Linked DNA regions of Sus scrofa: region 1 is linked to region 2. The links are chromatin contacts, called in public targeted proximity ligation maps. All regions are on one chromosome and are shown on one strand. The core of a region is the stretch at or near the end of the contact, and the rest is flanking DNA. Distances in the headings are between cores, read along the strand shown. Region 1 overlaps MKL1 (MKL/myocardin-like protein 1). Region 2 overlaps MKL1 (MKL/myocardin-like protein 1).

What was found.
Region 1: a contact with region 2 is called in a targeted proximity ligation map of skeletal muscle. A contact is called at or near these places in 1 of 5 promoter capture datasets (fetal skeletal muscle), 2 of 47 Hi-C or Micro-C datasets (embryonic fibroblasts and epiblast stem cells) and 1 of 2 datasets of targeted methods (skeletal muscle).

What each region holds. Positions count from the first base shown.
Region 1 is chr5:7,840,493-7,843,192 of Sscrofa11.1, reverse strand. All of the region lies in intron 3 of MKL1 (MKL/myocardin-like protein 1), which reads right to left. Among named protein-coding and RNA genes, the nearest start is that of MKL1, 90 kb to the right of the region's middle.
Region 2 is chr5:7,955,049-7,957,748 of Sscrofa11.1, reverse strand. It overlaps MKL1 (MKL/myocardin-like protein 1), which reads right to left. Exons shown (of 16, transcript XM_021092835.1): 6 at 208-263. Among named protein-coding and RNA genes, the nearest start is that of SGSM3, 61 kb to the left of the region's middle.

The sequences.
Region 1 (2,700 bases), core at 18-2,517, 110 kb after region 2:
GTGGTTCGATCACTGGCCTCAGTGGGTTAACGATCCGGCGTTGCCATGAGCTGTGGTGTAGGTTGCAGACGTGGCTCGGACCCCGTGTTGCTGTGGCTCTGGCGTACGCTGGCAGCAACAGCTCAGATCAGAGCCCTAGCCTGGGAACCTCCATATGCCATGGGTGCAGCCCTAGAAAGGACCCAAAAAAAAAAAAGGCCTCTCATTGAGGAGGCAATATCTGAGCTTAGACTTGAATAAGAGCCAACACTTAATAAGCATTTACTATATGTGAGGCACTTACTGTGTATTCAACCTTAACAACACCAAGAGACATTTACTTATATCATCCTTTATTTTACAGCTGAGGAAACGAAGGTACGGAGAGGTTAAAATAACTTTAACGCAGGCAGTCAGGTTTCAGAACCCTGCCTCTAACCACTACACCATCTGACGCTACCTGAATTTGACAAGAAGCAGCCAGCCATGCAGAGGAAACAGCATGTACAAGTTCAAAGGTGGGAATGAGCTTGGCATCCTCACAGAACTCAAAGACCGGCCTGGGCAGAGAGCAGAGCAGGAGGGGAGAAGTATGTTCTATAAAAAACTGGATGCCACTGGGAGGTGGGCAACGGAGTGACATGATCTGATCTGTGTTTCTGAAAGATGGTTTTGCAGCTGTGTAGTAGTAGATCCTAGGCAGAAACTGTTCACCTTAGCCTGCTGACTTCTGAGTTTGATACAACGTACCATTCTCCTTGGCCCCCTAGTAACAACTGCAGTTATCTTGTGTTTTGAGGAAAACTTATGATATGTGACCTATAGTCACTCTGAATAAAAACTGCTAGTCTATAGAGTTCCTATCGTGGCTCAGCGGTTAACAAACCCGACTAGTATCCATGAGGATGCAGGTTCCATCCCTGGCCTCTGTCAGTGGGTTAAGGATCTGGTGTTGCCATGAGCTGTGGTACAGGGGGGTGGCTACAGCTCTGATGCGACCCCTGGCCTGGGAACCTCCATATGCTGCGGGTGCCACCCTTAAAAAAAAAAAAAAAATTGCTAGTTTTTGTGCTATTTTCTTAAAGGGTCTTATGAAAATTTATTCTGAAAAGCACAGAGAGTTTAACTATAAGGCAGTATTTTCTCGCAAACATTTACGAGAAATTTGACAATTTGCCTTTTAATTCCTACCTCCAATTCCCCCCTCCCCAAGGAAAGGCTGCTTAAGATCTAAAGCACTATTTTGGCAAGATGACTTCACTACATTCCTTGAACTACACTCATGCCCACAAACACTACAGATATGCTTTCCTTATGATTCCTAATCCCTCTTCTACAGTGTCCAAATGCCTTCCAGTTTTAAATGCAGACTTCTACTTGTCTTTTAGACATTTCTTCTCTAGGAGAAAGAATGATGGATGTTTAGAAGTCCACATGCTGTAATAAAGCCCTGAACAAATTTTAATGTGATCTGAACATATTTTGTGTATTCACCTACAAAATTATATAACCTATCATGAGACAGTTTTCAAGTTAGGAGTTCTTCTGTCACTTCCACCCTGACACCCAAACCTTACACTCCAATAAGCCAGGACAACTTGAAATGATGTCAGGCCACAGTATAGAAAATCCACCCTAGCAATTCTGTTCCGGTATGAATAATATGAAACAGGTGAGTTATTTTTGAACATACTAACTCTGGAATGAAAAACTTGTTGAGACAAACCTCACCTAGGATGAAGACAAGCAGCAGTTGGGGGAAAGGGAAGACGTTGACAGTACTGTGCTTTGTTTCCACACTACAATGGAGTGTTTGAAGAGAAGCTCCATTCATTCTCCAGTGCCTGAGCCTCTCATATCCTTAGTTTTCTCAATAAGCTCTCTCTTCCATATCTTAAGAATATGATCCCTCTTTATCAAAGGAGTCATGAAGATTTTCCTAAATTCTTGATCAAAAATTTCAAAACACTGGGAATGAAATATCTTGCCATAAAAAGAAGAAAAAAAAAATCCAGAAACTGTCACAATTTTGTAGGAATACAACAAACTCAAATACAAATCCAAGTACAGCAACCCACACTCAGAGATAAAGCATATTGAAGACTAGAGTGTCTCTGGGTAAAGCAGAAGAGGCCAGGCTACAGCTCCTAGGCACTTACTGGTGCGAGGATAAGGGACCCTCAGAACAATGTACAATCTATGACTACAATGCACTGCAGCATTAGAGCTGAAATATCAAAGTACATCACCAGCATACTCATCAATTACTCTCTTTATTACACTTTAATTATAAGAGCTAACATTAATTAAACGAATCTATTCTGGAAAGATCAGTTACCATACAAAAGCACAAGCTCTTCACATTACTTTCACAATATACAATGCACAGTTAGTGTTTAAAATGCATTTTCAGTTTCTCATGGTCAGTAAAAAGGCTTCAATCAAAGCAGAACCTCTGGAAACATAATAAACCTCAACAACTTAAATAAAAACAGCTTCTAAGTCATGGTCCATTATTATTCTCTTCTGACAGCCTCTTGCTTCAAATAGTATTATCATTCCCAGCCAAATGATATTTCTAAAAAGGTGCTGAGAAGTTCTGATGGAATAAAATGTAACAGACATCAGTATATACGATTTTAATGTCAGTGTGATTATATTCGAAGCTTTGAAATAAAGAGGCGAGAGAGAGTACAGAAAAAGGAATCCATTTCCCAAACA
Region 2 (2,700 bases), core at 194-2,693:
GGAAACTCTTTCTCATCACGGTCCATGTCACCACGCTGGGGGACACGGGGAGGAGGGGGGATGAAGCGGAAAAGGCAGCACCTTATATTTACAACTGTGAGACCTGGGCTGACCCTGGAGACATGCCCGACTGGAAGGAAGAGGACCCGCAACGTAATAGGCTCTGAAAATGCTCCTGGGAATCCTTGGGGAGGGAAGGTGCCTTACCCTGGCCCGCTCCAAGCTCCTTCTCTGCTCATGAAATGCAGCTGGACTTTTCAAAGCTGTTGGGAAAAGAATCATAAAAGATTACTTTATAGTGAAGCATGATGTCTACTTCCAATTTACAGTGGAGAAGGCGTCTTAAATTCAAGTTGATTTTAGCAGGACTCAGCACCAGCTGAAGTGAGGAAGAAAACGGCACCTGAGCAAGCACACAGCTCGGTGCTTCAGCTCCCCCTCGAAACAGTTCGGTTACTTTGTTCCCAGTGGAGAGTCCCTGCCTAAGCCTGGGCTCCAGAAAGAGCACCCATGGAATAGAACTGTAACAGAATCCTCCATGAGCAGGCAACCCTCCAAGAAGGCCTGCCGGGCCTCCCTTTACTCTCAGGAAGATGGGGACACGGAGCAGGGCTGCAAGCGGCGTCCACCTGCTCTCCCTCTTCAATCTCATCAGGAATCGCAAAGCAACCAAACGGTCTGAATGGGGCAATTAAACCAAAAAGACACACGTCTGCTTGGGTGCCATTTCCTTCTTCAGCTCAGCTGATATTAATAGTGCTGCTAAAATTAACCTGAATTTCACCTTGAAGGACTAAAAGAACTTCACAGGGACTCTATGGTTAACCCTGGTGCACACACCCAGTGCTGACCAGAAGGGCTCCCTGCAGCCCCCGCCCAAGACTCAGCTCTGTTCTGGGGCCGCAGTTCTCGACTCAGTAAACAGCACCGAGGTGGAGAGATCAAAGCAGAACCCTCTAAGGATGCAGCATCACGAAGAGAGCTTGTGTTAAAACTCAGCAGGACACCCTGAGGATGAGAGGGTAAGGGCCTGATTCACTTCAAGCAGGGAACAGCAGTAAGGAGGAATTTATAAGATCATGGTCAGTTTCACTTCTGCTGCTTGAGAATTTCAGAGCAGCTGTGAAACTGTGGGGAGATAATTTTGCGGGGCTGCCGGCTGTGGTAGGAGTGCAGGGTAAGGAGACGCTATAAGTAGCATTGAGCACAGATAGGGCCCTATCCTGCCGGGGCCTCTGTGCTTCCTCCCCCAGCCCGCCCCGAGGGCTGGGCCTTACCAGGAGCAGTCTCACAAGAAAGCTCCAAATGTCCTGCAGTACTTTTTTTTTTAAACGTTTCGGGGTTTTTAGAACTTAGGGTAAAAAAACAATCATTTTAAAAGATCAGTTGAGAGCACCCCACCTTCTAACAGCAGGGGGAGCTCTAGATCTAAGAAATAATCTAAGGAAAACCAGCACCAGCTCCCTCCCCAGCCTACCAGAGCATTCCAAAGCACTACCCAGGCCAACCCAGCTCTAATCTGAAGGTCCTGGCCTCTCAGTGGGTAAGCAGACAGCCCCTGCACCTGCTTCTACTGAGTAGAGCTGGTTCAACTCCAAAATCGGTCTCCAAAAGCCCTGATATGCAGGGTGTGATGAACCAGCAGGGAATGAACAGGCAGCTTTGCTCTCAGAGAGTGGGAATGAGACTAAGAATCAGAGCCAACTCAGTGTCTGCCCCACCCCCACCCCCAGCCGCCCTTCTGCCTTATTTTTCTGCATAGCTCATACCATCTCACACTCTCTACGGTCATACTACAGATCTTTCTTATTTGGTTACATCTGAATAAGCTTGCTCCATCAGGGCACGGCCGGGTTTTGTCTACTTCTTTCCTTTCTGACAGACCCCCAAAGCCGAAAGTACCCAGCACGTAATTCATTCAATGAATTAATGAATATTCTATAAGGGACACAAAATGTACACTACTGACAGGAAAACTAGAGGATTCTGTGAGCTCTAAACGTCCATTTGAACTGCCAGAATTAGGCTCTCATCTGGGTCCAAAACGTCACAGAGGTCCCAGAGGGAGCATCAAGACCCCTGGGTTCTCGTCCTGGGCTCTGCCAGTCACCGCTGGCGTGACTCAGGGTAGGACCACTTTCTGGGTCTCATGTTCTTCTTCTGCAGAGTGAGCATTTGCTCCCTCCTGGGACTCTTCTGAGAATGAAAGCGCTCTGAAGCCGGCGGTGCTCACCAATGCATTTACTGCTGCTGTCATCAGACGCGGCAACGCGGTTGGGCCCTGGGCTAGATTCCCACACAGGCCGGCTGGTTTAGGCACCACAGCCACAGATTAGCTGACTAAAACACCAGCCAGCTTGCGGCCTCAACAACCTGCACTGGCTGTCCCAAGGAGGAAGGCACAGACCCAGTGTCTAGAAAAACAACTCCCGAAGCACAGAATTTCCTGATGGAAGGGGAGTGCATCATCCTCCTGTACGACAGGGGTGCCGCACCACGAATGGGACAAGTGACAGGTGGACTAGCTGTCGAGGATGTGACTTCCTCCTTGGCTGCACCGAGTTAAGGAACTTTTCATGTAATAGCGAGGAAGTCTGCTTCTATGGACGACACCATTCTTGATACTTTAAACGTGCTGTCTACTTGAATATTCCTAGTGATGCTGTGTGGCGGGTTATACCCCACTTTACAGATGGGGAC